Regions from separate parts of the Mus musculus genome. Here all the other regions are linked to region 1. The links are chromatin contacts, called in public HiChIP or PLAC-seq and Micro-C maps. All regions are on one chromosome and are shown on one strand. The core of a region is the stretch at or near the end of the contact, and the rest is flanking DNA. Distances in the headings are between cores, read along the strand shown. Region 1 holds the start of Tjap1 (tight junction associated protein 1). Region 2 holds the start of 2310039H08Rik (RIKEN cDNA 2310039H08 gene). Region 3 holds the start of Cnpy3 (canopy FGF signaling regulator 3). Region 4 holds the start of Ppp2r5d (protein phosphatase 2, regulatory subunit B', delta).

What was found. Hi-C and Micro-C count contacts between places; a contact is called where the count stands out from the background. HiChIP or PLAC-seq counts read pairs in DNA pulled down with a chosen protein or histone mark.
Region 2: an HNF4G HiChIP or PLAC-seq map of pancreatic cancer cells shows a contact between it and region 1. The contact joins the promoter of 2310039H08Rik here to the promoter of Tjap1 in region 1. A contact is called at or near these places in 4 of 39 promoter capture datasets (hematopoietic stem and progenitor cells, hippocampal neurons and liver), 3 of 115 datasets of contacts at active chromatin or transcription factors (astrocytes, embryonic stem cells and pancreatic cancer cells) and 1 of 9 other capture datasets (liver).
Region 3: a contact with region 1 is called in a FOXA1 HiChIP or PLAC-seq map of pancreatic cancer cells. The contact joins the promoter of Cnpy3 here to the promoter of Tjap1 in region 1. A contact is called at or near these places in 6 of 39 promoter capture datasets (hematopoietic stem and progenitor cells, hippocampal neurons, liver and 2 more), 3 of 115 datasets of contacts at active chromatin or transcription factors (astrocytes, extraembryonic endoderm stem cells and pancreatic cancer cells) and 2 of 9 other capture datasets (embryonic stem cells and liver).
Region 4: a Micro-C map of embryonic stem cells shows a contact between it and region 1, with 1.5 times the contacts expected there. The contact joins the promoter of Ppp2r5d here to the promoter of Tjap1 in region 1. A contact is called at or near these places in 11 of 39 promoter capture datasets (the 3T3-L1 cell line, 3T3-L1-derived adipocytes, the C10 cell line and 6 more), 1 of 15 datasets of contacts at CTCF or cohesin (large pre-B cells), 1 of 484 Hi-C or Micro-C datasets (embryonic stem cells) and 8 of 115 datasets of contacts at active chromatin or transcription factors (bone marrow-derived macrophages, embryonic forebrain, embryonic stem cells and 2 more).

What each region holds. Positions count from the first base shown.
Region 1 is chr17:46,279,325-46,286,809 of GRCm38.p6, forward strand. It overlaps Tjap1 (tight junction associated protein 1), which reads right to left and starts at 3,702. Exons shown (of 10, transcript NM_001252474.1): 1 at 3,636-3,702; 2 at 3,022-3,115.
Region 2 is chr17:46,769,118-46,776,602 of GRCm38.p6, forward strand. It overlaps 2310039H08Rik (RIKEN cDNA 2310039H08 gene), which reads left to right and starts at 3,518. Exons shown (of 1, transcript NM_025966.3): 1 at 3,518-4,290. The coding sequence starts at 3,696. The coding sequence ends at 4,040. Rpl7l1 (ribosomal protein L7-like 1) reads right to left here. Exons shown (of 7, transcript NM_025433.3): 7 at 4,790-6,619.
Region 3 is chr17:46,747,719-46,755,203 of GRCm38.p6, forward strand. Cnpy3 (canopy FGF signaling regulator 3) reads right to left here and starts at 4,496. Exons shown (of 6, transcript NM_028065.4): 1 at 4,255-4,496. The coding sequence starts at 4,405.
Region 4 is chr17:46,700,471-46,707,955 of GRCm38.p6, forward strand. It overlaps Ppp2r5d (protein phosphatase 2, regulatory subunit B', delta), which reads right to left and starts at 4,532. Exons shown (of 15, transcript NM_009358.3): 1 at 4,363-4,532. The coding sequence starts at 4,389. Gm52314 (a long non-coding RNA gene) reads left to right here and starts at 5,155. Exons shown (of 2, transcript XR_003952400.1): 1 at 5,155-5,238; 2 at 6,072-7,485.

The sequences.
Region 1 (7,485 bases), core at 2,452-4,951:
TTACGCAGCTTAAAAGGTGGCACTGCATCTTTGTAGCATCAGGCTAGCAGCCCACCGGTACAAATCCTCCATCAATCACAGGGCCAATCGCAGGGATCCGACGAGCATAACAGTATTTTATCAGGCGTCAGGGAGAGTTGAAGCACATTCATGAACCTTTACAACACATATGAGATAGGTACTCTTACTACCTCCACTGAGCAATGAGAAACTGAGGTGCATAGAACTATGCAATTAAGAAAGGTCAAACAAGTCGGGCAGTGGTGGCGCACGCCTTTAATCCCAGCACTCGGGAGGCAGAGGCTGGCGGATTTCTGAGTTCAAGGCCAGCCTGGTCTACAGCGTGAGTTCCAGGACAGCCAAGGCTATACAGAGAAACCCTGTCTCTAAAAACCAAAAAAAAAGAAAGAAAGATAGATAGGTAAGTCAAACAGCCACAGTTGGGATCCAACTAGCAAGCTAGCTCTGTGTATCAGTTTTTGTTCTTTTGTTTTTGAAACAGGTTCCAAGTAGCCTAGGCTAGCCTCAAATACGTTATGTAACTTAAGGACAGTTTCGAACTCCTGATCCTTCTGCCTCCATGGTCGAATACTAAAGTCACTAGTGTATACCAGCTCAATTCTCTTAGCTGCTCAACATTCAACGTACTGCTCTTTTCCCCCTTTTTTCTCTCTCTTTCTCTTCTTTCCTCAGAAACAGGGTCTATGTAGACAAGGCTGGCCTCAAACTACCAATCCTCTTTCCTCAGCCTCCTGCATGCTAGAATTATAGGTGTGTGCTACCGTGCCTGGCTATCACACAATTCTAACTGATTACAATTCCCAAGGAACCATACACACAAATTCTCTTCAGGGGGAAAAGAAAAAGGGTTCCCAAACTTCTAGAAAGGAATCTGAAGCTGAATCTCCTCAGTCCTTGAGCCCCTGGGCACACTGCAGCTAGACTAGCGGCTCTGACTGAAGGCCTCCGCCTCGAGTGAACGTTTGGTGGTAGGAATATGCATGCAGCGAACAAGACATGATTAGTGAGAGCATCTCGACAAAGCCAGACCTCCCGATCCACTCATCACACACAAGCAGGCCCCCACATACACTTTAATAAGAAAGCTGATTCCACCGGGCACAGTGCTGCACTCCCGTAGACCCAGCTACTTGAGATGCTGATGTAGAAGGATCACTCGAGCCCCAGAGTCTGAGGTTAGCCCAGGCAATACAGCAAAACTGCCTCAAAGAAGAAAAGAGAAAAACAGACCAAAAAAAAAAACCTCACAAGCTGGCCACAGTCATTTATGTCTATAATCCCAGCAACCTGGAGGAAGACACATCAGGAAATGAACGGCCATTAAGTTCAAGACCAGCCTGAGTTTTACAATGGGTTCGAGGCTAGACTGGGTCAGAGTGAAACTGTCTTCTTAAAAAACAAAAAAGCTAATTGGGGGCTGGAGAGAATGCTCAGCAATTAAGCGTGTTTACTGTTCTGCAGAAGACCTGGGTTCAGTTCCCATAAGGCAGCTCTCAGATGCCCCTTTCTGCAGTCTGAGAGCTCCTGAAAACACATGGTGCACATACATACTCAGGCACACACAAACCCATGAGAAATGGCTTAGCAGTTAAGGGCACTAGCTGGTCTTCTAGAAGTGGGTTCAATTCCCAGCGCCTACATGGCACCTTATCACCATCTGGAACTCCAGATCCAAGGGATAGGATACCTCTTCTGGCCTTCATGGGCACTAGGCACACATCTGGTATACAAATATATCTGCAGCCAAAACACTCACAAACATAAAATAAAAATACTTTAATTACAATATTTAAAATAAACTAAGCTAGGCATTGTGTGTTCATGAGTTTAAGGTCAGCCTGAAGAGTTCTAGGCCAGCCAGAACTACACAGTAAGACCCTGACTCAAAAACAGTAACAAACAAACAAAACAAATCAAAACAAAAAAACCCCACTAACAACAACAAAAACCTCAAATGTCAGAGGCAGGCTCACAACTCTATCTGCCCCGGGGCAGCAACATAGTGAAGACTGTATTAATACTCTCAGCCTTCAGGCCCCTTTCTCTCCAGCAGTAAGTTCACTACATGGAAGACCAGGCTCCCTCTGAGTACAGAGATTGCCTTTTCTTTTTTAAATGAGATCTGCTAAAGCACATAGAAAAGATGAAGAGAATGCTAACCAGAAAAGGGCACGTTCTGTAATTTTTCCTGCCTCTAGCTCACCAATACAGCTGCAAAGTGACATGTTTATGGGGGATTGTCAGGGATAAAGAGTGTTCACAACTTTCCCCAGGTCACACTGACCCCTGCCCATGGAAGCTCATCTGAGTCCTAGCCCGACTTTCCCTCACCTGGGACACAGCTCCCCCAGGCCACAACCAAGGAACACCAATAACATCTTCTTACCAAAAAGGAAAAAAAAATGCCAAAGCAGACATGCACCAGGAGTGAATTCGGGAGCTGCTCATAGAAATGACCTAAACGTCGGTGAACCCCATCAGAAAGTTGATTGTGACTCCCCATCGTCTGCCACCCACCGCAGGTCTACTACTTCCAGGCAGAATGGCACATTTGACAACTTGAGGGGGAAAATGGAAGAAGACATGGTAACACAAACAGGGAGCTGCTTTGTGACAAGAATCCGCCAGAATACTTTCAGCTCACTCTGCATAGAGAGTTCCAGGCCAGGAAGAGCTACCCTGTGAGACCCTATCTCAAAAAACAATAAACAAAACAATTAAGAAAGGAAGACTATTTTTAGTGGACCGTCTACTTGCCCAGAGTTGTTTATACAGCTGAAGGCAAGCAACACTCAACTCTACACCAGCTCCCACAAGGTAGCCAGCAGTCTTACCAAACACCAACTAAAGATCACAGTCAAAACAAAAAACAAAAAAACAAAAAACAAAAACCTCTGTAGAAGAGCAAGCAAACTTCTCGGATTAACTGATTCACCAAATCCATGGATCCTCTCCCAGGGAGATTATCGCTCAAAACCCTGCCTCTGCAAACCATCTTACCCGCTCTGGGGTTGGGCTGGGGCAAGTTGCTACCTCTTCTTTCCAAGCAGGCAATGTGATTTCTTCCAGTCCCTGGGGCCCTTGGGTCTTCAAGCTGAAATGGGGGCAGACGTTGCTATAGGGGCTATGGGTAAGGCTAATCTAAGCCTGGAAGAGGGTCACACGACTGGCTTCGGTCCCCTCCTTGGGAGACCCGCCCTGCACGCTCCACATCTCACTCCTACCCCTTCCCGACTACGAGAGCCATCTCCCCTCCCACCGGCCTGGGGGAGTCAGGCCTCTGCCTCGCGCTCCAGGCTTCCTTACTCTGAGAGAAGTAACTTTTTCAATCCGTGAGCGATTGCTCCTCCAGAAGCCGAACCACACCTATTTCTGGCTACCCCCCACCCCCGCCCCATCTCCTCCCCTAGGGCTGCCACCAAATTCCAGGCTCCCTCCCCTCCGCCCCCATCGGCATTTTTTTTTCTTTCCGCCTCCAACCCTCCTCCATCCTGGCATCCTAGTTCTCCACCTCGGAGCTGTTCCCTCCCTCCATCTCTACTCCATGCTAGAGTTCCGCAAACCCCCTCAACTCTCGCCACCCAGCGCGACTACTCAAAAATCCCACAACAAACTTTCTGCCGGGGCCTCTCCTTCAGGCAGCCATCTTGCCGCGGGGCAGGCCGGGTAGGGGCCTGGACCGCGGGAATCCCCACGCACCGGGCGCCGTGCGTCATCGGAGGGGCGGGCCTGGGGGCGGGGCCTCGGGGTAAAGCGTTAGGACTCCTGGTGATGCTGGGAAAGTGGGAATCTCCTCCTTTGCAGACCTGGTAAGGGAAGAAGGAAGTCGGTGTTGGAAGTAGGACTCAACAGTGAGAAAGGGGAAAAGGCTGGTACTGTGGGAAAAAATAGAGAACAACGCTTAAAAAATACAAGATGCTTCGTATACAAAGAAAAATACCAACACACCCCTCCACGTACCCCGACTCTCATTGCCACTCCCACCCATCAGGCCTCATTGGCTGGCCTTGGAATGTGAACTCACTTTGTACCTTGAACTCACAGAGAGCCTCTGGCTTCTGACTTCAGGGTGCCACACAAGGCAAAGGAAAATGCCAGCTTTTCATCTCAACGGAAGATAACGCACGACCCAGTCTCTACCACCCTTTTCAACCGTGCTTCCCACCTCTCCCAAAAGTCTTCAGGTTCTTAAATTGTCTTGTGTTATCAGAAAATCAAGCCTTGAGATCTGCAATCCAGTTCCTCCACTCAGGAGGTCAATTTTATACTGTTTTTGGAGGGAGGGGAGAGTCAGCCCAGGCTGACTTCAAATTCATTATGTAGCCCAGGCAAGCATCGAGACGCACCTGGTATTACGGGTATTAGACGGTAGGCCCAGTTTTCAGTTGCCATTCTTAAACTGTCAACGCTTCCAAAAAGCCTTCTCTTTGAAGCTCCTTTTACTAGACGGCTCTAACTAGTTACACCGAACTTTATAACAGATATCCTGTACCATAATTATTTATGAGTTTACTTTATGTGTATGTGCCCACGTCTCTGTATGTGCATGCAGGAGCCTGTAGAGGTCAGAAAAGGGTATGGCATCACCGGGAAATGGAGTTATAGGCAGTTGTGAACCACCATGTAGGTGCTGGGAGCTGACCTTGGGTCCTCTGCAAGGGCAGCAGATGCTCTTCACGGCTGAGCACCTCTCCGGTTCCAGAGTTGTTGTTTTACTTGCTGCGTCCCTTTGCCCTAACGTCTCTTCAAGTCAAAGAGCACGTGTGGATGTCCCATAGCAGGTGCACAGCCCACAACAGTGGTTAGGCAGCAGGTTTTCCTGGGGCCTGCTAAGCATGTTGAGGCTTCCGGCTTTCTGTTTCCTGTGGCTGGAATGTTCTCCTTCTAGGGAGTCACCAACAGGTGTGTCCTTGTTCAAATGATCACGTCTGTGGTCATTCAGGATCCCAGTCACACACACACACACACACACACACACACACACCCAACTGCTTCATTTAACGTTTACTCACATGGAGACCATTATTATCTGACATCATATTAAATCTTTCTTTGTTTACTGACCATCTGTCCTACTATCATGAAAACTCCTAATTTTTTTCCTCATTCAGCACAGTGCCCTTAGTGTCTAAATTGTTTGCACCAAAGTAGGTACTCAGTAAAGATTTGTTATTCAATAAATGATCTGGAAGTGAGTGGCTGGAAGATTCTGGAATCTAGCAGTGGGAAAGAAGAGTCATGCCCCACCCCCCGCCCCAAGACACCTCTGGGCCCTGGCGGGGATGGTGGCAAGGCCAAACCCTGCAACAAAGGAGAACCTGAGAGGGGAGTCAGCTGGAAGTCTGCCTCTGTGTCCTCAGGGAGCACGGCCCTTTTGAAAAGACTCCAGGACTAGAAGAAGCCAGGTAAAGGAAACAGGGAGGACTCGTGGCCAACCAGTTTGCTCTGACCTAAAGACATCAATCTACCCCAAGCCCAGGCCCCGCTTGACCAGATGGTTCCGGAGAAGCCTCAGCATCTGTCCCTCCATAAATTATCCAGCTCTCCTTCCTGCCAGTCTTCTCTGGTGACAGCCGGAACAATCGTCCAGGAATTCCATCTGCTACTCCTGCGAGGTCCCCTCTATAGCTCATCAACATTTCATAGCACAGAGGTGTCCCATTTCCCTGGCCCAAGATGGGAGCTGGGTCAGTCCCTGGGTGAGCTGGTTTCTACTACCCTCCCCAGTCAGCACACACAAATAAAACCTCCCAGAGGATCCCAGGTCTCTAGAGGACAGAGTCCCACATCCTTTTCTTTTTTTGTTTGCATTGTTTTATTATTTTAAAAAAATCAACAAAAACAAAACAGGGTCTCTCTACATAGCTCCAACTGTCCAGGAACTCACTATGAACACCAGACTGGCTTCAAACTCAGAAGTACACGGACCTCTGACTCCCCAGTGCCCCAATTGGCGGTAAGCAACACAGTGCCTTGCTGGAATCCCACACTATATTTCCCATCACCCCCTGTGCTCTTCTATCACATATAGTTTCGAAAACAAGATTACACTGATAAAATTGATCACATAGTTTTTTTTGTTTTGTTTTGTTTTTTTTTATGAAACTCGAAATAAGGGGCTGGAGGTGTAGCTCGGGGGTAGCTTTCATAACAATTATAACTTGGTATAATTAAGAACCTGTTTCAATCCTTCCCACCTAAAACAGGACAAACTGGCTCCTGACCATTACACAGCTCCATTCGGTTCCCTTTAAACTGCTCACTCAGCACTTTTAAAATGTGCCGTTTGCTGAGAGAGGATAACACAGGCTCAAAATGAAGATAAATTGACTTAAAAAAAAAGTTTATAAACAAAACCTTTAGCCAGATGATAGTGGTGCACGACTTTTATCCCAGTACTCTAGAGGCAGAAGCAGGTGGATCTGTGTACATTCAAGACCAACCTGGTCTACAAACGATGTTCCAGGACAGGAAGGGCTGTTGTACAGAGAAAACTTATTTGAAAATAAGTAAATAAATAATATCACAAGCTCAGAATTTGAATCCAGGAGGCTGCTGTACCCCCTCTTTGTGACGTTGGTTGGACACAGAGAACACCTGAATTAGCTCAGTTCCCTGCTACAGAGAGGCATTGAAGATTGTTTCAGAGCCAGGTGTGTTCTTGCATCCCTAGAGCTGTACCACGTGGGTGGGGAGAAGGGGCCTGGAAGGATGGAAGTAGAGACAGCACAAGATGATCAAGAGCATTCTAGGCTGCGCAGAGTTAAAGACAAGCCTAAGTTCCATGAGCCCCTGTCTCAAAACCTGAAACCCAACAAAAAAGATCATTTCAAAAGATAATGATCAGTTAATTTCCTAAAGTTTCAGTTGTCCATAGCTCCTTCCTAACTTCCTTCTAATGAAATCTATGGTGCATAAAGTTTTGCTACATACATTGTCTTTTTCCAACCTTAGGATATTGAGTTTGTCGGAAGGTTAAGAAATATAATTTTAGCTGTGTATGAAGGTATTGCAGCAGCAAAAGAAAGCCAAAAGCAAAGCAGGAGAAATGAAGAGAGGCCACAGCTCCTCCAGGAGCCCAAGCCCACACCTGGGTATGGCGCACTTCAAGTGACTTTCTTAGCGAAGACTAAACATGTCTTCAGTAATGTCAACATCCAAGAGATGGAAGCAGAAAGATCGCGGTGATTTCAAGGACAGTCTGGCTTCCATAGACAGCTTCAGCCTGTGTTACGCTGTGAGGCCCTCACGTGTGTACAGCATACACAGACTTAGGGGACATTATGGTAAGCGAGCTAGTCGAGGACAACAGGAGCCCACCCTGGTGTCACAGGCCGGTAAATCACAGCTACTAGGGATCCTGAGGCACAGAGATCAGATCACAAGGTCAAGGGCAGCTTGCGTGACTTAAAGCAGAAAACACAAAAGGGGATAGAGGATGTAGCTCAACAGTAGGGTACTTGC
Region 2 (7,485 bases), core at 2,268-4,767, 490 kb after region 1:
TTGCTGTTTGTATTGCTCTCTCCAAGCTAGCTCCATAAGCTTCTATGATTCTCCGGTTTCCACCTCCTGTTTTGCCTAAGGTCATAGGAATCTAGAGCATATCCAACTTTTAGGAGGGTGCTAGGGATTTGAACTCAGGTCCTCTGGCTTGCTGGGGAAATGCCTTACCTACTGAGCCATCTCTTCAGTGCTCTCCCTTGGTTTTCCTCCCCCTCCCCCATCTTGCTAAGTAGCCCAGGTTGGCCTTAGACTACCCTTGTCCTAACTCCCATGTTCTGGGATGACAAACACGAGCCACCCCACCTGGCTCACCTATACATTTCTTAACTGTTTAGTTCTGGAAATGTCTTCTGGCTCCTTTAACTGTGCGACCGCAGGGGTGGCTAGAGTTCATATGATAAACCCAGTCCAGCATTCTCATCTCCAAAAAATTCTGATTCCTTCTACAGGATGCCAGGAAAGTCCTAGCATCTCAAGCTTATTGACTGTGGGCTGCTAGTAAAACTTTACAGCTTTAATTAGCCTAAGTAAGAGGCTAGATTAGTGCCTCTTCCAGGTGCTGGAGCCGGCATGGTAAATCCCAAATCTTGGATGAGCATCCAAGGAAATGAACTTGGATAACCTTGCATTCCAAGTGTCCTGTGTTTTCCCTTCCCTCCCCTCTCTCTTCCTCCCCTTCCCCCCTCTCTGAGGCAGGGTCTCACAGAGCCCAGTCTGCCCTCTCACCATCTTGAACTTCTGACCCTCATGCCTCCATCTCCCAAGCGCCAGTTACAGGGTGGATCACACAGCTGTGCTTGGCTTTATGTGGGGTTGGGGACGGAACTCAGGGCTTTGTGCAAACCAATGCTTTGTCAACTCAGCTACACCTCCAGCACAGTTTATTTGTTTCCGTGTTTGTGTGCATGTGTGTGTGTGCGTGTTAACACATTAACAGTGCAAGTATGGAAGTCGGAGGACAATTTACATCCAGAGTTGCTTCTTGTTTTCTCCCTTGCTGAGGAGGTGGTCTCGTGTTTATGCTACTGTACGTCTCTATCTATCTATCTATCTATCTATCTATCTATCTATCTATCTATCTATCCATCTATCTATCTACATTGATATCATAGATATGTAGATAGAGATATGTAATATCTCTGACCCATCTCAAGGTCCACTCAGTAACTCTTACCTTTCTGATTTTTACAACGGACATCTGGAAGTCCAAGTGTGGGAGCTCATGCCAGAATCAAGCAGCTAAGGTAGGTGGGTGGTGAGTTCCAGGCCTTCCTGGACTACAAAATGAAATCCTATAAGAAAGGAAGGGCTGAGCCTTTAATCGGTCCTGGAACTTGGTGATCTCACGGTGATGTCTCAATGCCGGCCTCCAGCCAGGGTGCCAATCCAAGCTACCCTTCTGTCAGAAGTTGAGGACCCTTGTGTTTCCCTATAGATATAAAAACAAGCAACATGGCCACGCAGAGCTGGGCACAACATCTATCCACGATCTCCTCACATGAATGGGATCCCCAGTCACACGCATGTCCCCTCCAGTCACACGCATGTCCCCCTGCACAGCGTGGGAGGGCTAATCCTAACACTCTGTTCTGTCTACTCCTGGAAGGAACCACTTCTAGTGTTGGTGAGGAAGGGCGGGAGAGAAAGAGACGACGACATTGGAAAATCTAAGGAGAATTTAGTAGAGCCCATGGGCAGAGAGCGATGTGGGCAAGGACAAGGGAGTTCCCAGGAGACAACGTAGCATCTGAGAGAGTGAGAAGGGAGCTGTGTCAGAACCCTTAAACCAGAGGGCTGTGTGGAGGGACTGCTGCCGATGAGACCCTGAGGAGGGGAAACAGAATGAAATCTGTTGAAGCTATCTCTTCTCTCCTCCTGCTACTCTCTCCCAGCCTGACCAGGCCCAGAAACTAGAAGGCCAGGGAGCCTGCTGCACTGACTCTGTCAGGTCCAGGAAGTTGGATGAACATGCAGAGACAGCTGCAGGGGCTACAGGAGAGATCACTGGGGACCCTCAATAATGGCCTCCAGGCACTGGCTGTCCTTCCAGAAGACCAGAGAATTCAAAGCCCAACACCGACATGATAGCAGAACTAAGGGTTCAGTTGCTCTCTTCTGGCCTTTAGCAGTACTGCATGCATGTAGTACACAGACATAGATGCACATAATAAAATTAAAGGGGGGCCCGGGCAGTAGTGGCACCCGCCTTTAATTCCAGCACTTGGGAGGCAGAGGCAGGTGGATTTCTGAGTTCGAGGCCAGCCTGGTCTACAGAGTGAGTTCCAGGACAGCCAGGGCTACACAGAGAAACCCTGTCTTGAAAAACAAAACAGAAAAGGAAAGGAAAGGAAAGGAAAGGAAAGGAAAGGAAAGGAAAGGAAAGGAAAGGAAAGGAAGCCCTAAGAGGTTCAGCATTACATGAGGAAAAGTGTGCCAGAGGGGCTGCAGACAGAGCTCTCAGTTAGTAGAGTGCTTGGCTAATACATATAAACTCCTGTGCTCCATTCCCGGCACCATACAATACAATTCAATTCCCAGCACATACTGGACATGGACCCCTGTAATCCCAGCACTGCGGAGGTGGAGGGCCAGGAGTTCAAAGCCGCGGTTGGGAATGGTCAGCAGTTAGTGCCTGCCGTGCAGGTGTGAGGGTCAGAATTTGAATGCCCACAAACCCAGATAAATGCCAGCTGGATGCGGCGGTCTGCCTACTTCTGCCCTTCGAAGGCAAGGATCCGAAGTCAGACGCGTGCATACGCGCGCGCACGCACACACACACAGACTATATTGTGAGTTCAAGTTCAAGGTCAGCTTTGGCTACAGGAGACCTTGAAAACATGAGAACGGGGATAAAAATTCAATAGCCCTACCTGCTGAGCCATCTTACCCACTTTTTGGGTTTCATGGGGTTGTTTCCGGTGAAGGGTAAACATGCTGTGTGCTTTTAACATTATGCAAAGTATGCTTTACTTACTGATTTCTTGATCTGTGCCAGATCAAGCTGTTTATTATATACTTACATGTTTCAGTGTGTAACTCGGCTGGCTCTATGGCCCGAGCATATGGTGTTACAAGCATGAGCCACTGCATCCTGTCAGGATAGCTTTGATACAGAAATCTGAACAGCATTGGGAGGTGTAGCGCAGCAGACATTGGGAGATGACGAATCCTTGGCTCAAACCAAAATTGACTACAAATCCCAAACAACACATAACCCAAACCCAAACAACAACAACAAAAACCAGGGATTTGATCCTTAGTACCACAATTAACAAATGTGACGAGCGCTTGCTTGCTTGCTTGGAAAAGCATACAGAATCACGCTCTGGACTGTAGCGCGAGACTCAAACTACCAAGACGACCCTCCCGGCCCTGAGCGCGCAGCCTGCGTCCGCATCTACACGTGCCAAAGGGAAGTGCTTTTGTACAGCCACGCCTCCTCACACTTGTCTCACTGGGTGCAAAAACTTCACTTTTTGGCTCGTTCCCCCACCCCACCCCGCCCGCTCCTCACCCACCGCAGCACATCTCATGTTGTGGAATGAGAGCTGGAGGTTAACCCAGGCTGCAGCTTCTGCACAAATAGCCCGGGTCTTGGAAGGTCTACCCTGGGCTAAGTTACTAAGCTCCCCTCTACTTTTCACGAAGTGGTTGCTCCCACTCCACCCGGAAGTGCTTACAGCCGGATCCGGGGGATGAGCTGGTGGCAGGACATGGACCAGCGTGGCGGTGTCTCCAGTCCGAGCGGTGCACTGGCGTCTGCCGAGCCAGCTCCTGCCTCGGTGACCCTGGCGGAGCTCCTGCACCTGGTACAGAAGGGCCAGGAGGTCCCGGGCCTGGAGAAACGCCACATCACTGCGACCCACGGTGAACCCACCGCGTCTCTGCTCCCTCGGAGGCCCAAGCCCTGGGAAGATGCGGGCTCGGCCGCCTCACCCTGCACCATCGCCCTAGACACGAGGACGCAGCCTCCGACCATCGAGGAGCGATCCCGGGGCAGTCCAGCCGCCCAACTCGACGGAGGCCCAAGGGTTTCCTGATGCTCGAGGTGTTTCCCGAGGGCATGACTGGGTCCTACACAAACTTGAGTCTGGACACTTGCCACCTGTGGGACTCAATGTTGCCTAGTAATTTTGTTTTTGGATGCCAAATTTCAACTTCATACTGTGTCCTAGTCCATTTGTGTAACGGAAATAAGTTTCCCTTGTCACTGTAGGACAGCACAACCTCCTGGACCCGCTTGTTCTGATGATACCGATAAACCGATATCCAAAAGGCATTTCTAACTTGGCAGTCGTTTGGGTTTGATGAAAAGGTTCCTTCCCAGAGTGATACATAGAAACCCTGGTTCTTGGAGTTGGGGGACTGGAGAGAGGGCTCGGTGCTCTTCCAGAGGATCAAGGTTCAATTTCCAGCAAACATGGTGACTCACATTTTAATGGGATCTGACGCCCTCTTCTGTTGTCAGTGTGCTTGGCCACATAACTAAATCTTAAAAAACCCTGACTCTTGGGAGCAACTAAGGTAGTGCGAGCAGAGGCAGTTTGGTAGTTGGTACCCCCATAGGAGTTGGCTTTCTCCTCCCACCATGCACCAGACCCCCCCCCCCCCCCCCCCCCCCCCGGTTAAGCTCTGGCTTGGCAGCAGGTGCCTTACCCAGATTCATCTCCAAGGCTGAAACTAGTAGTTGGGAATTAAGCCCTGGGTTTCTGAGGGAGCATTCTTTCCTCCCCGCAGGACTTGTGAAACGGTGCCAGATGCCCAGGGGACTGGGCGAACGGCTCTTTTTAAAGATTTATTTATTTTATGTAAGTACACTGTAGCTGTCTTCAGATACACCAGAAGAGGGCGTCAGATCTCATTACAGATGGTTGTGAGCCACCATGTGGTACCACTGAGCCAACTCTCCAGCCCCTGGGCGAACGGCTCTTAACCACTGAGCCCACCTTGGGCCCCCTCGAGTGTTTTTGGAGTCGGGGTCGTTAATACATCGATCTTTGTCTGCCTTCATAGTGACACCAAGCTTGCCAGCAGTCCTTCTTTCTAAATAGGCTCGGTGGCTACTTCTCCATAGGCCCCAATGGCAGTATACTAGCTGCCAGAATGTCTATCCATGTAGTCAAGGTCCTAATAGACCTGGGTCATCTCCAGCAACATGGACAACCCCACTTGTTTCTTGAGTCTCTGTAACCCTGGCTGGCCTCAGGCTCACAATAAGCCATCGCCTTTGGGGCTGGAGGCACAAGCCAAGTGCACCTGCTTTCTCAGAGGGCCTAGAATTGGTCCCAGCATCCACCTCTGAGCCTTCATTTGCCAGTAATTCTAGCTCCAGGGCAAGTGACACTTCCTGGCTACTTTGGCATGTACTCACACGCAAAAATCTTAAAAACAATCTTTTACTATATAGAAAAAAGCTTGTTTTAAATTCCAAGCAAGCCAGAAATGGAAGCCTTAGCTCTGCTCGCCCAGGCCTCTCTCCAATGCTACAGTGCTTCCCTACTTAGGAAGATGCAGGATTCTGCAGGATCCCAGAATGTTAAATAGCCATGCTGTTTGTCCAAGGTTGCGATGCATTTTTGGTCACCTCATTTCCCAATGATCAGTTAACACTGATCCAGGTGAAATTTAGTGGGCATTTCCTGGGTACATGTGGTTTAGGAAACAACAATCTATCACTGCATTGGTTTTTGTTTTGTTTTTTTTCTGAGACAGGGTTTCTCTGTGTAGTCCTGGCTGTCCTGGAACTCACTCTGTAGACCAGGCTGGCCTCGAACTCAGAAATCCGCCTGCCTCTGCCTCCCGAGTGCTGGGATTAAAGGTGTGCTCCCCCACTGTCCAGCTTTTTGTTTATCTTTAACATTTTCTCTATGTGTAGCCCTGGGTATCCTGGAAATCTGTAGAGCAGGCTTGCCTGTCCCTGAACTCATGAAGTCTGCCTGCCTCTGCCTCCCAAGCGCTGCAACTAAAGGTATACACACCAGGCCCAGGCAAACACTAGTTTTTAATAGAAGACAAGTGATTAAACTTCAGTCCCCTCCGGTAGCACAGAATGCAACTAGCTTAACAGACCAATGTGCATAAAAATGCAGGCTGTAGCCGGGCGTGGTGGCGCACGCCTTTAATCCCAGCACCTAGGAGGAGGAGGCAGGACTGCTGTGGAGTATAAGGCCAGCCAGGGCCAACAGGGAGACCCTGCTTTGAACAAAGCAAACACAAGACTGCCTACCCTGACAAAAATAAAAAGTAAAACCGGGACCCTCTTGATCCATGTTCAAGTGCGCCGCTTGGTCTGGCCCACTGCTCTAACAGTCTTGGAGGGGGTGGGAGGGAGGTTTGTGCTTGTTGCCCACCCAACATTAAACACCAAGATAGAAGGCAGGATGAGCAGGGTAATTCTTTCCTCCACAGCTTGCGTGGATTTCGAGACAGGCAGCCAATGAGGGAACTCGTCCTTCCATGGACTGAGCTGTGTTAAGTGTCTCCGGTGCTCGCACCTTACTGTCGTTCTCTAGGCCCAAGCCTTCCTTCAGTTTCTGAAGGCAGAAAATAATCTTCTCTGAAGATACTTGATAATTTTAAACGACGACAAAAACACTTCCGAGGGGTGCTTTTGGAAAACCTAAGGAGGGAAAACACAGCTGTGTCAACAAACCAATCTCAACTTGGGTCTGAGAGAACAGCGACAGAGTGTTCCAGTCGCGATCCTTCAGCAGAACAGGTAACCAACCGGCCTGCATAGTCCTTCTGAAATCAGTTTCTGATGTGATTCCTCCTCCACTGCAGGCTAAAAGTCCACAGCAACATAGACATTTTCTAGCCCGTGACCTAACAGAGCTGTATCAGGCATTGTCCCTTTCCAACAGGTCAACACACAGGCTTGTTCCTGTTTTCACACAGAACAACTCTCATTCTTCAAGTGCCAGGGTCAACTGCTAACTAGCTCTCCAGCGTACAGAGGGACTTCTAGTTGACAAGCATGGCCCACCAAAAGTCAGACAAGGTGCCAACAAGATGGCTCAGTGAGTAAGACTGCTGGCCACAAAGACTACCCAGTAAAGATTCTCAGAACCAATAGAGGAGAGAAGTGTCCTCTGACCTACCCCAGTGCTGGGTTTGGCATGGCCTCAGCAGGGGACAGAATGACATGGCTCTCGGCACCTGTATAGGGCCAGCAGGTGTGAGCCTCCATGAGTGTTGACGGCTGCTATGGGCATAAGGCCTCTTTGTATAATAATGTTTGTATAATGACTTACATTCCTCAGGAATGTTATCCCAGTTAGCGTTAATGCTAGTGATAACCAGTCAGCATGCATCAGGGGTGAAGGTATGGATGGCTGAGGTCTCAACAAAAAGGGAAATGCTGGGACATTCATGACAGCACTTAAGTTTGTGAAAAAGGACTCTTAAAAACATGGGTTCAGGGCTGGCGAGATGGCTCAGTGGATAAGAGCACTGACTGCTTTTCCGAAGGTCCTGAGTTCAAAT
Region 3 (7,485 bases), core at 3,246-5,745, 470 kb after region 1:
AAGCCAGTATGTCTAATCCGAGCTACTGATGAGGCTGAGGCAAGGGGGCTGTAAATTCAAGGCCAGCCTGGGCAACACAGGAGACAAGGAGAAATGTCAAATCATAGCCTGGTGTGGTGGCACACACCTGGAATCCTGAGTGGTGACTCAGGAAACAGAGGCAGGTGTATCTGAGTTCAAGGCCAGCCTCTGTACATAACAAAATCCAGGACTTCAGAGCTACGTGGTGAGACTTTGTCTCGAAAAATTAGTCCTAAACAATGAGTAGGGCTGGGTAAAAGGTCTCAGTGGCAGAGAGCACTGGCTCTTGCAGAGGACCTGGCTTCTGTGCCCAGTGCCCACATGGCAGCCCACAGTTAACAGTTAACTCTAGCTCCAGGGGATCCAATGCCTTTTCTGGCCTCTGCAAACACTGCAATGAAGAAGGTACATACACACACCACACACACATGCACACACCACACACAAACACACACAGAGAATACATATATCCATACACATATATACATACATACATACATGCCTGTAGATACATACATGTACACTGAATAAACCTTTTGAAAAAAATAATAAAAATAACGGGCCAGAGAGGTGGCTTAGGAGGTAACGGGGGTCACTCCCAAACCTAGTGACCAGAGTTCTGTCTTCAGGACCAACAAGGTGGGAGAAGAGATTCATGTAAGCAGCCCTCTGACCTCCAGAGCGCACTGTGGTATGTGCCCGTCTACCCTTCCAGCTGCCCAACAAATACAAGTAAATGCAAACAAAATTTTAGAATAAAACTAATAAAATATCCATCACATTAAGCTGACAGAACAAAATGAAAACTGTTAGCCTTCCACTCACAATGAACAGCCATTAATGTTTACCCCTGAGGTATCTAATTTTTAATAATCTCAACAATTATACATTATAAACGATTATATATCATAATGTGCATCCTGTGAATACAAACTTCTGTGTAGCCATAAAACAGTATGCAGCCGGGTGGTGGTGGCGCACGCCTTTAATCCCAGTACTTGGGAGGCAGAGACAGGCGGATTTCTGAGTTCGAGGCCAGCCTGGTCTACAAAGTGAGTTCCAGGACAGCCAAGACTATACAGAGAAACCCTGTCTTGAAAAACCAAAACAACAAACAAACAAACAGTATGCAATCAGAAAATGAATGGGAATGGTCCAACAATTCATAGTAAATTTCCCTACTTGTCCCTGAGATGTGTTTTTGGTTTTTGTTTGTTTTTTAATATTTAATTTATTTATTTAATCTAAGTACACTGTAGCTGTCTTCAAACACTCCAGAAGAGAGCATCAGATTTCGTTACGGATGGTTGTGAGCCACCATGTGGTTGCTGGGATTTGAACTCAGGACCTTGGAAGAGCAGTCAGCGCTCTTAACTGCTGAGCCATCTCACCAGCCCCGCTTTTTGTTTTTTTGAGACAGGGTTTTTCTGTATAGCTCTGGCTGATCTGGAACTCACTTTGTAGACTAGGTTGGCCTCGAACTCAGAAATCCGCCTGCCTCTGCCTCCCAAGTGCTGGGATTAAAGGCGTGCGCCACCATGCCCAGCTGGCTGTCTTATTTCTTGACTTCATGTGTTTCCTACCAATTCTCTCTGGCTGCCAAGTTAATGTGCTCCAGAGAGGCTCACTGTTTGTGTGCAAGCGTCCTCTTACTTCTCCCTCCCCTCCTCAAGCAGTCACTGAGACGAGGCCTGTGCTGAGCACTGGGGACAGGAGGATGGTGACTAAGCTCCACCTGTCCTGATGCTCAGAGTGAAAGAGAAAGGCGTGACAGCAACTAAAAAGGAGGCTACCACTCTCAGGGCGTGATGTGCCCCTGGCTCTGGGAAAACCCTCTAGAGGCTTCTCTGACCCTGTCTCCCGACACTGCATTAAATATCCTCAAGAAAGTCCTGCCTTCCCTGGGCCTCTCAGGGAACCATTATCCCTATAAGATCCAGTTTAGACATAAAGCAGACTTGTGGGAGACTCATGGCATAGACCCCAGACCCCCATGGACTACCACCCACTTTCTCTGGGCAGGTTCTCCATTCTCTGTGCTGAGGCCTGTTCCACTTAAGACTACTAAGCCTGAAGGCAGGCTCTGTGAGCCAGAAATAATCAGCAATTAATAATAAAGATGCAATACTAATAAACATAAATAAATAAAGTATTAAGAGGTGCCTAAGAGTCAAAGTTTGCCAAATCACTCCGTGACTGAAAATAATCTCTACTGATTACAAAATGAGTTTAGGCCTCAATGGGCTATAAGAGCCTTGCCAGCTCTATGACTCTGCATCTATGGATGTCTCCTAAGGAAAAGAAAGGAGCTTCCTGGGCTGTGATTAAGAAAAGGAGAAAGAGACAGGCGTGGTGGCACATGCCTTTAATCCCAGCACTCAGGAGGCAGAGGCAGGCGGATTTCTGAGTTCGAGGCCAGCCTGGTCTACAAAGTGAGTTCCAGGAGAGCCAGGGCTACACAGAGAAACCCTGTCTCGAAAAACCAAAAGAAAAAAGAAAAGGAGAAAGATGGGGGCTGGGGCAATGGCTCAGCTTTGAGAGTCCTGGCTGTTCTTCCAGAGGTCCCGAGTTCAATTCCCAACACCCACTTGGTGGCTCACAACCACCTGTAATGAGATCTGATGCTCTCATCTGTCTGATGCCCTCTTCCATCATGAGGCACTTATGCAAATAGAGCACTCGTATACAAAAATACATAAATAAAAACCTTACAAAACTTTAAAAGAAGCCGGGCAGTGGTGGCGCACGCCTTTAATCCCAGCACTTGGAAAGCAGAGGCAGGCAGATTTCTGAGATTGAGGCCAGCCTGGTCTGCAATGCAAGTTCCAGGATTGCCAGGGCTACACAGAGAAACCTTGTCTTGAAAGAGTAAAAGAAAAGAAAAGAAACAAAACAAAGAAAACAAAAGCCCAGGACTGGTGGGGAGGTAAGGGACCATCCTAGAACAGGTGAGACCTTTTAACAGGTATCTTCCAGTGAACTCACATTAACTCTAGGGAGTCTCACTTAAAAACAAAAAGTCCTATGTAGTTACAGTGTGTGTGTGCACACACGTGTGTGGATATGTGGATATGCACATGGAGGCCAGAGTTCCTTTCTGATACTGTTCTTCATCTTTTGTTTTTCAGACAAGGTTTCTCACTTGAACCTGGAGCGTGATCATTTGGTTGGACTGGCTGGTCTCCTGTGCATCTCTTTAGGTGCGGAGGTGCGGGGATCAGGGGTGCACAAACATTGCAGCGTCTGGCTTTTTATATCTGTCTTGGGGATCTGAACTCAGATCCTCTGGCAATCACTCTACCCACTGAGCCGAGTCCCCTGCCCCCATTCGCCACACATTTAACAGCTCAAATGGGAGGATTAATGTGTCCCAAACCACCAGCCCAGCATCCAGTGCTTAGGGAACATCTGGCCTGTGTACATCTGCTTGGTGCATAAAATGGATATCCAGAATACTCGGGGGAGGGGGGCCTTCGAGGACTTAGAAAGAAGGTCGATGGCTGCAAAGGTCTGAGAGGAAACTGAGCAATGATGAGCAGGGCAAAAGAGAGGTCTCAGTTCCTTGTCCTTCGATTTTTAAAATCTACCTCCTTCACTTCAGTCTCCTCTGCGCTCGATGCTTTCAAAAAAGTGACCTCTTGATCCTTTGAGTGTGAGTCTCTTCTCTCCACATACACTCACCGCCCCTCCATATAATCCTATGTAAAGCCCCCCCCCTTTTTTTTTTTGGTCTGCCAATAAATATTTGCAACTCAGTACCTGTTCTCAAGAAGCCAAAACCATACACAAATTAGGTTGTAGTGAAAGCACCACGGGAAAATTTTCAGGTTCCCTTTTCTACGTCATATGGACCTTTTCAGTTCCTCAAATTCGCCCTCTGGCTTCTAGGCCGGCAGGGCCTCCTCATCTGCCTCTGTTTCTGTGGTTTCTGCGGAGTGAGTTCCTCTGCACGCCATGCTTTCCCTGGCCAACTCTTCATTTCGCAGCAGGCTTCCTGTATGAAGCCTTCCCTCCACCCCCACCTCTAGTCTTGATGAGCAACTACCCCCGGATTCGCCCAAAAGCAGGGATCTCCAGGTTATCCGAGAGTCACAGCACCCAGCATTGCCGCAAAGCACACAGCAGGGCCAAGGAGACCCCAGCCCAGGTCCTGCCAGGCCCAGACCCTTCCCACAGGCCCCGCCCCCTCCCGCCCCTCGGGCTTGGCTACGCCCCGCGGCCCCGCCCCCTCACCTTCGCATTTGCTGGGCAATCGCACCCAGTCGGTCTCCTCAGCCCCGGCGGGACTCGGGCCTAGCTTCGGGGCAGGAAGGAGCAGCAGCGGAAGCAGCAGCAGCAAAGGAAATAAGAGGCAGCGGGGCGCGAGCTCAGACATGGACTCCATGGCCCAGCCGGACCCAGAGCAGAGCGGACCCGGCGGCGCTTCCTCCGGCAGCGCGCGCGGAGCAGCTTCCCCCGGCCGCTTCCGGGACTGCGCACGTGCCTCTGGGTAACCACGGCAACGGCGAGCTCCGGCCCGCCCCACGCCCGGTAGCCTCTAGCGGCTTGCGAAACCGACCAAGGCCCGCGGGCGACGCAACCAATGGGTTCGCTCGGCGTCTGCTTTATAGCCAATGAGAGGAACTATCTTTTTTTTTTCCCATCTCAGCCAATCAGAGAGCGGATGGTGGCTTTGGCGCCCTATAGCGATATCACTGCCAGCTAAAGGAGGCTCAGTAGCTGGAGCATCAGTTCCTAGCGGGTGAACCTTCATCATACCTTGGATGAACCAGCCTTGGGCATTCTAGCCCTGGATAACGGACTATCTTTCATGGTTTTGTTTCTTGTTTTCTGTCTTTTGTTCTTCGAGACAGGGTTTCTTTGTATCCTTGGCTGTCCTGGAATTTACTGCGTGGACCAGGCCGGCCTCGAATTCAGAAATCCAGCTGCCTCTAAGTGCACCTCCACACCGGGCCTCGTGGTCCTCTCCCCGCACCCCCACCCCCATTAAGGTGTTAATAAAAAAGTCTTTATATATTTATTTTGGGTTGGAAGACGACTGGAATCAGTTGCCTCCTTCCACCATGTTGGTTCTGGACCTCAAACTTGGATCCTTAAGGCTTAATGGTGGCCCTCTTTAGTCACTAACCTAACTCATCAACCCTAACCATGGCTTTCTTTATAAAGTTGCAAGCACTCACTAGACACCGGCTTTTAAGGCTTATTATTGCAGCCACTCACTCGAATAGATACTTAGGGCCTCACAACAGCCCAGATATCCAGTAATTGCGTTTCTCCTTATGAAAACTAGATTAATAAACAGATAAGAGTGATCCTCTTAGCCGGGCATGGTCACACGACTTTAATCCCAGCACTCGGGAGGCAGAGGCAGGCAGATTTCTGAGTTCGAGGCCAGCCTGGTCTACAAAGTGAGTTCCAGGACAGCCAGGGCTGCACAGAGAAACTCTGTCTCGAAAAACAAACAAAGAGTGATCCTCCTACATCTCGAGGTTTGCCTGTTGGGAAGCTCAAATCAATAATTCATGAATTAATGGAATTAAAAAAGAAATCCCTAGTTTTAGGGATGTTGCTCACTGGGAGATCTTTGCCTAGCACTTGACTACCATGTGCAAATCCCTGGTGATCCATCTCCAGGCTGGCATAAACCTGTCATTGGCTATATAGTGAGGGGGAGGGAGATATAGCCTGAGCTACTTGAGGCCATATCTACAAAACAAAACAAAACCACCTTGAAGTATGTGGGACAGATGGATAAACATCCCAGCATTTTTTGTATGGTATTCCAATCTCTTTTGTTATTTGTTTGGATTCTGAGCTCCTAAAAGGCAGGAACCTGGCATTGGACATTTACACTTCTCTCCTGCCTCTGCAGCATCAGGGGACTTGAGCTAAGAGATCCTTGCTGAGGGCTCCCTGGCTGAACACAGACCTTCCTTAGCTACAGAGGGGCTGCCTCGTGTGCATGAGGTTCTGGACTCAATCTGGCAGGAGATAAAAAGTGGGCAATATCAGTCAGGTGGGATGGTGCGGCTCCATCACACCAGAGAAGGTGAAGGCAGAAAGAAAGACCATAGCTTTTGGGAGAAGCAGAAGGATGAAGAGTTCAAGGCCAGCCTTGGTCCTAGGGGGACTCTCTGACTCCTCAGGTTTCCTTTAAACTGCCTTGAGCTCAACTCTGGGAAGCTGTTAGCAACTGCAGCGTTGTCCAGAAAGCTCCGTTTCCATTGAGTTTCTTTCCAGGTCTGGGTGGATTTGCTGCCCTTACGAAGACTTCCATGCCCAGCCTGTCCTTTGTAGTCAGTGGTGTCTAGTTTAAAGCAGTTGTGTCAGTAAGCCCCATCCCTCAAACTCCTCTAAGGGCCATAACACCCACACACCCATTCTCAGCCTTTTGAGGCAGGAGAGTGGCCAGGCCATAGGGGAGCAGGGGGGGGGGGGCTGGGTTTTGCTGCTGTGAACAGACACCATGACCAAGGCACAGACGCTCTAGATTTAGTTAAGAATTCAAAGTTCAAATGAAGAGACCCTGCCTCTCTACTACGTATATGGATATTCAGCACTCAGGAGGCAGAGGCAAGAAGCTCTCTGTGAGTTTGAGGCCAGCCAGACCGATGTAGCAAGATTCAGTCTTGAAGAAGCAGAAGTAGAAGAAAATGCAGAAGAGGACAAAGGGTAGGAGAGGGAAGAAGGATGGAGAAGGGAGAGGAAGAAGGAAGGAGAGAAAGGAGGAAGAAAGGAAGACTGATACAAGGAATCGGCAACATCAGCAAGGAGCCAGGAGCTACAGAGGTTTGCTGTCTTCATTAGGGTTTTGCTGCTGTGAACAGACACCGTGACCAAGGCAACTCTTATAAAGGAAAACACTTTACTGGAGATGGCTTGCAGATCAGAGGTTCATCTCTTACAGAGTTATTGGGTACCCAACACCCACATTAAGTGGCTCACAACCATCTATAACTCCAACTCCACCTCTGGCTTCCATGGGCACCTACTCTCACGTCCACAGACACACACGGGTATGTGTGAATGGAAGTAAATCCCTCTCTCCCTCTTCCCTGTGGGATCTCCATGCAAGAGCTTTCTTTAGGGAATGAGAGAAAACCAACAGAGCCAAAAGTGGTGGAAAAAATGGCCCCCATAGGTCCATGGGGAGTGGCACTATTAGGAGGTGTGGCTTTGTTGGAGGAGGTGTGTCACTAGAGGGTGCGCTCTGAGGTTTCAGAAGCTCAAGCCAGACCTAGTGGCCCACTCTCTCTTCCTGTTGCCTGCAGATGCAGATGTGGAACTCTCAAGTACCTCCTGTAGGACTCTTAGCGACCTCTCTAGCACCCTATCTGCTTGCATGCTGCCATAACGATGGACTAAACCTCTGAACTGTAAACCAGCCCCAGTTAAATGTTTTCCTTTATAAGAGTTGCCTTGGTCATGGTGTCTCTTCACAGCAGTAAAACCCTAATGAAGACA
Region 4 (7,485 bases), core at 3,282-5,781, 420 kb after region 1:
TGTTTTTCGAGACAGGGTTTCTCTGTATAGCCCTGGCTGTCCTGGAACTCCCTTTGTAGACCAGGCTGGCCTCGAATTCAGAAATCCGCCTGCCTCTGCCTCCCAAGTACAGGGATGAAAGGCATGCGCCAACCACGCCCAGCCCTTGGTCTACAGAGCAAGTTACTGAACAACCAGGGCTATACAGAGAAACCCTGTCTCAAAACAACAAAAATAAGTAAAAACTCTACTGATCAATGCTGGGACACACAAGGAGATTCAGGACCTCTGGGGAGCTTAGGTTCACAATTAGGCATGACAATATTCTTTCATCTGTCTCCTCATTGGATCTTTGGGATTGGTGAGAGGTGCCCAAGGCTTCCCCGCTAGAGCAGAGCAGAAACCACCTCTGTCCCCTCAGGGTCATCCAAGACTTGGGGGCATTTATTTAGGCGACATAAACAGCACCCAGCCAAGAGGGTGCTGTTGCATGTAACAGGATGCTAACGGTCCAGAATCGTCCCACCCAAAAAACCGTTCAGATGCTCAGGCAACAAGCTCGGGACAGAGATGGAGGTGAAGTCCTGAATTTTTAACAAACTGTGAGCACCGATCGAAAGGTTCCCTTGGGAACCTGGCAACTGGCTCAGAGCCCTGGCTTGTCCAGCATCTCTTCCCATGCTCTGGGCCAAAACAAAAGCAACCACACAGAGACAGGATGGGGAGAATTCGGAAGAGACTTAAGGATGTAGCTCTGACTGCAAGTACAATACAATCAATGCTGTGGCACAGGCTGCAGGTCGTGGGACCAGCCAGGCAGGTGACAGACCTGTGTGGAGTGCATGGCTTGAGGGTACCAAGCTCGAGTTTGGTTTAGTTGTGAGCACGTGCCGAGGAAGGGGCAATAAGAAATTCTAGTTTCTTAAAGGGAAAGGCAGCCCATTCTAGCAGTGTAAAAGCTCAGCCAGAGATGCAACAGCTGCAGAAACCAGGATGTTAACAATAGAAGGGAAGAGCAGGGGAAGGGGGGTGGGGGGGGATCGAGATGAACAGCAGAGGAAGGGCTGCGTGTGCGGCAGAGACACAACTCAGAGGCATGAGAGAAACGGGCTAGCGTCCACAGGACAGACTGAGGCCAGCGAGGATGGATTTTTCTCACGGTGCGGTTGCGTGGAAACAGACTGCCCCGTGAGGCTGAGCTCCCAGTCCTGAGCATCTGAGCAGCGGCTGGATGGCCTCCCCTAATGCATGATGCAAAGGGATTCAAGCCTGAGATGAGAGCTGGATTGGAGGACCTTAGAAATCACTTCCAGCTCCGAGAGTCTGCAATTCAAGCAGCCAAGCCCCTTCAGGAAGAAGTGTTAAATCAAATGGTTTGACTATGGGGGCAAGCTGATCTCAGAGAGAAGAGTTCTGTGTGGGCTGGAGCAGGGGGGAAGGCTTTCTGGGGGTGGAGAGGGAAAACCATTCCCGGATGGGGAGCAGCTCGAAGCTCTGCCTAAGGAGGAAGGGGCTCCTCTGGGCTGAGCACTCTCCCACTGCCTACTGATCAGGCTGGCCATACTGACTCCTGTCAGTTGCTCTCAGCAAGTGGTGGAGAGGGGGGGTGGGGGGGAAATGCAACCAGGACAGGGCCCAGCAGTAAAGTGACACAGGCACACAACAGTGACAGCACACAACAGACACAGGCCCTCCAACAAAGCTGACCCACCGCCACTCAGGCTGGTCTCTGCTGGATCGTGAGCCGCCTAAGCTTCCGGTACCCTCCACCCACCTGATACTCATCTCTCAGGGAGTGTGCCTGAGAGGTTCAGCTGCCTTGGTGTGTGGGTGTGAGTGGGTGTAGGGGAACAGGGCCCACGAGCCTCACTCCCTGTCTTCTAAAGAACAGGTGAAACACAGGCACTGTGGCCCGGCCCAGCTGTCGCATGACGGGAGGCACTGGACTCTCGGGCCAGCACTGTGTTTTAACCTCAGCGCTTACTACTTATGTGCGAGTGGGGAGGTGAGGAGCCTCTCTCGGCCTCTTCTTCCTCACCTATTAAACAAAAACCATGATAGGACCCACTTCCCTTAGCCCAGTGTCTGGTACAGAAAATCCAAATGCCTAATACCGCTACGATGAACAGGAAAGTGGGAGGGGTACCTAATGCAGGAAACCTTTTTTTTAAAAAGACCTAAATCCAATCTTAAAAGGGAAGGATGCTCATCTCACAAAAAAAGACTGACTCAGCACCAGCCTACGAAGCACCTACTATGTGCTATGTGTAAGGGACATGCAAACCTGCACACAGTTTCATTAATACCTCAAGGAGGATAAAACGTGTCCACAGTTCATTCCCACCCAAGGCTGAACACATAAAGTCTGTAAGTGAGCCCAAGTGAAGGCCCAGGAAAGACTTCCCCAGGGAAGCAGGGAAGGATAGCGAGGAGAGAGGGGACAGGTGACAGATGAGCAATAAAGGGGCCTCCACCCACCTGTCTCTGTGCCTCCACCCTGGTACACCTCAGTCACACTGTCATCTCTCTCCCCCTCAGAACCTGAAGGAGGCCAAACGCAGCCCAAAATCCAGTGCAGGAGATTAGCTCTCATAAAGGCCTCCCTGGCTGCCTCCACGCATCCCGGTCCTTCCTGTGCCCTTTCTCAAGCAAAGCACTCACAGCCTGACGAAGTCTAAGAACGTCCCCTCTAATTCCCAATCAGCCGCCAGACAGATGGGACAGGATCTGGTCCACAGACTAGAAACGACAGGCGCTTAAGGAGATCACCCCTTCCTCTGAACTCCACAGCCCCAGTCCCGGGCTTAGCTATCTTGAGTGCACAGTTTCTATTGCTGGATGGCGCCCATTGGCAAGCCCACTCCCCAAGGATAAGACCCAGGTAGGGCACACAACTTTGCCTGGCTCACCACCCCCTGTCCTGTGCTCTATCTAACTCTCAGACCGAGACAGTGACAGCCCAGAAGCAGAGCCTCCTGGCAAACACACAACAGCCCCGGGATAAAGAGTTTGACTGATATGGTTAGAGATGGTAGCCCAGCATCCATCAGGGGAAAAATGAATGCAATCCACCTCTGGGGTCATCAGGAGAGTGGACCACGAGACCAGGCCAGAGCCAGCCCAACACAAGGGGCCAGCCCAAAAGCTGGGGAGTCTGAAGACCAGTTCCAGCCTCCCCAGCTGAGTCTGCTTCTCAGAAGAACCACAGATCAAGCAAGAGCAGCAAACAAAGGGAAAGGCAGGGACAGGTCAGGGTGGTTTGGAGGCAAAAGATGGCAAAAGACGGTAACATCAAGAAATGGCCTGTGGGGTTGGGAGTGTAGCCCAATGGTACTGCACATGCTTAGCATGTGCAAGACCCTGGGTCTGATCTCTGCCACTGCAAATAATAAAGAAACCGAGTGTACTGGACGGCAGAATGAGAAGAAAACTAAACAGAACAGGCCAGAAGAAAGGGAGAAATCCTGTCCTGGTGCAAAAAAAGGAAATGCAAAGGTTATCCTAAGGAATACAGGGAGGAGCCTCTAACAGATTAGAAACCGAGTCCCGTCTAGGGTGAACATGGAAGCCAGCTGATGCCAGTTAGGCACTTGCACAGAAGAGCCCTCCAAGTTGGGAGACCTGATATTGCAGCTGGGCCTCCAGCAGGATGTGTGACCTTGGACAAGTCCCTTCCCCTGACCCGGCCTCAGTCTCCTCATCTGTACCACTAGCATGCTAGTCTGCATGTGCTCCAAAGCTCCCTTCCAGCACAGACGTTCTGGGGTTCCATCAACAGAAGAAGGGCTCGGTCCTGGCTTACAAGTTTGTGTGTAAAGGAAGACTCGAGGGAGGGGCCTAGGCCAGATTTGGGCGGAGGAGAGAGAAAGCAGAGCGGTTCTAGGTCAGGGGCTTGTCGTGGGGGGGCGGGGGGGGGGAAGGAGGGACTGTACAGAACTGTGGAGAGGCCGTCTTTTAAGCTGGTGAGGAGAAGAGGGAAGGGGCTGCTCAGGGCGGGGGTGGGGGAAGTACTGGAGGGAAATGCGGTCTTAAATGAGCACTGTCCCAAACCGTGGGGGATCGGGGACAGATAAAGGCGGGGAGAAAAAGCAAGGGAGTGAGCCGGGAGTGGAGCAGATCTGGAGGGGGCCGGGGATAGGAGCAAAGAGGAAGGGAAGAGGGATAGGTGGGGGGAAATCTGTCCGGGCAAAGACGGAGAGCTGTCCCAGCTGCTGCACGGACTGGGGGTGCTGGCAGTCGCGCGGCCCTGGGGCTGGCCGCGGGAGTGCTGCGGGGGGCCGGACCAGAGGGTCAGTCTGAGGCTGTCCCGGGCCTGCCTCGGGCCCCTCCCAGAGCTGCGCGCAGGCCCGGCGGCGGAGGCGCAAGGGGAAAGGCCACGCTCACCTTATCCTTCTTCAGTTTATAGGACATCTCGGCCGGTCCACACCCGGCCCGGCTCCTGCGGCCCCGCTCCGGCTCTGCTCGGCCACACTCGGCCCGCTCGGCGTCTCTTCGCCACCGCCTGCGCGCTGCGCCCGGGCCGAGCCGTGGCTGCGCTTCCAATTGGCCCGAACTCTTACAAACCTGCCTGAGAACCAGGAGCCGCCTCCTCGGATTGGTCATTGGAGCCAAGCAGCTTCCCTTTTTTCTCATTGGAAAGAAAGAGTACAAACCGCCAGGGTTCGGCTCCCAGAATTGGCTGGAGTGGAAGGTCCCGCCCTGAAAAGGGTCGGGCTTCGTGGAGGAGGCGGAGCCATGGGGAAACCCGAGCTTGGCTAGCAGATCTGTTCTCCGGCGTCGCCTTGTGCGTCGTCCTCTGCTATTCTTCAGTCCTTTGAGCTCTGCTCCTTCCCTCCAGAAGTGGCTCTCATGTTCTCCCCTGCTCTTCTACCTGCCCTGCTTCGTACGGACTGGAGGAAAAAGGCCCTAACACGAAAAGGGCACCTTTCTTCACAGGAATTTAAAGTAGCTCAAATTGCACACGTGAAATGATAGAGAAGACTCCCAAGGGTACTCCCGGGCATTCATCAAGTCTGTCCTAGATCACAGTTGCAGAGGAGCAGAGGGGAAAGCCTATCAGCGGTGGAACCGGGCTGAAATAAAATAAGAAACCCTGGTTTGCTGCAGCTTCAAGACGTGGGTCCCTGTAGCTGCTGGAAGGGTGCTGGAATCGGTAAAACAGCTGCGTTTGGAGCCACTGAGAATGAAGTGAAAAAGCAGCCTCATCGTTCCCTACCTGAGCCCTGAGCCGCCGCCGCACCCAAGCTAGTGTTCAAGTGGGTAAGACTGGGTTCTTGCCCTCAGGTAGTTCCCACTCTAATGAGGTTCACAGACTCGTATTAAGAGACGATTAAAATACAATCACATAAATTACACAAACCTCAGAATGACATGGAGGAATATATTTTAGTTATCCTAGTAGCCAATAGATTACATTAAAGAACTGGAGGAGGTCCATCAAAAATAAATCTGCGAGCTGGGTGTGATGGGTTTGCCCCTGTAACCCCACCTCTTGGAAGATAGAGGCAGGATGATCAGGCGTTACAGACCAGCCTTAACTATAGCCAGTTGCAGACCAGTTTGGACTACAATAAGAACCTCTTAAAAGAAAGAAAAAAAAAAGACAAAAAAAAAAAAAAAAAAAAACCTACCCGCCACCACAAACAACAACAACAAAGAAACAACTCTCAGAACTAAAAAGTTACAAATAAGCCTGTGGCCGTTTGTTCCCCAGGAAAGAGGTCTTGGATTCCCCCAGGAGCATGATAACCAAACAATAGTCAATCATCCTTACACAAAGAGCAGTAGCCCCAATATTGGGAAAGATGGGGGCTGGGAAGATGGTGCTCTTCCAAAAGACCTGAATTCAGTTCCCAGCACCCACATTAGCTGCTTCACAATTGCCTGTAACTCCAGCCCCAAGGGACCTGATAGACACATGCATACATACATACATACATACATACATACACACACACAATTTTAAAACTTCAAGAACAGAATGGAAAAAAAGACAAGGCTCAGTGGTTAAGAGTACTTGCTGCTCTTCCAGAGGACCTAAACTAGGCTCCCAGCCCCCACAACAGCTGGCTCACAACCACCTGTAACCCCAGCTCCAGGAACCTGACGCCCTGCCCTCCTCTGGCCTCCCTGGGCACCTGCATAGGTGGCATACACACGCACAGACACACACATGCACGTGAATGACTTTAAAAACCGGAATGAAGAAAAGCGGATGAGCTCCGGAGACGTGTACAGTCAACGGGATTCGGTGAGTCACTGGATTCGGGGAGACAGTATCAGGGAAAGGATGCATTGAGGGTGACTCCTAAGTGATGAAAGATGGTTAGAGGGAACTGGTGTCACAATGGCCAGAGGCAGGTAGAGTCTGCTAAACACTGAATAGAACACTTTGATTTTGCAACTAGGAGGTGTCGGGTGATCTCTGCCAGGGAAGCTTAAGCCAAGTAGGAGCTTGGAGTGCCTTCAAGAGTGAGCACAGGGTAAGGCCAGCACGGAGAGGAGCCTGGCTCTCATACAGAATTGCATTTTGCTCGGTGACTAACACTGAGTTGAGGGGAGCACACAGTGAGGCTGCATTTCTACTATTGTTTGCATGGGGAAGAAAGGTGTTTGTTCGCTGGTGGATATTCCTATCTGTACAAGTGTAACTGAGGCAGTTGTCCTCTGATGGAGCTGATCAACAGATGTCCTTGCCCATACCCAAAACCTCAAGATGCACTGTAGTCCTGGGGCATAAACTTGCCACTGACTGTGTAGCCTCTTTAGACCTGCAGACCTTGGTTCCTCTAGGAAGCAGGGGACAGAGACACATAAAGTTCGGCTGCAAGTGGGATTTTTTTTTCTTCTCTGTGGGAATCCAAGTCCCCAGGGCCTTCTTTTTTGTTGTTCTTGCCACAGGGTCTTGCTATGTACCTCAGGCTGTCACTGAACCTGAAATCACCTCTCCTCAACCTCTAAAGTGCTAGGATTACAGTACCACAGTGGGCAGTCTGGTTTGCATGCAGTTTTACAATGTAAAAGGAGGGACTGGGATTGGAGCTCAGTGCTTGCCAGGCATGTGTGAGGCCCTAGGTTAAACCCCCAGTAAATGTGTGTCTGAATGCACCAATGTAGCCAGGCATGATGGTGCACATCTCTGATTCTCAAACTCAAGAGGCTGAGGTGGGATTGCCATGAGTTCAAAGCCATCCAAGGGTATACGGAAAAACCCTGTCTCAAAAAAACAAACAAACAAACAAACAAAAACAAACAAACAAACAAAAAAAAAACAAATCAAAGCCAGGTGTGGTGGCACACGCCTTTAACCCCAGCACTCGGGAGGCAGAGACAGGTGGATTTCTGAGTTCGAGGTCAGCCTGGTCTACAAAGTGAGTTCCAGGACAGCCAGGGCTATACAGAGAAACCCTGTCTCGAAAAAAACCAACAAAACAAAACAAAAAAACCCACCACCAACAACAAAACAAAAACAAAAACAGAACAAATCAAACCCAGTACTTGAAGAGT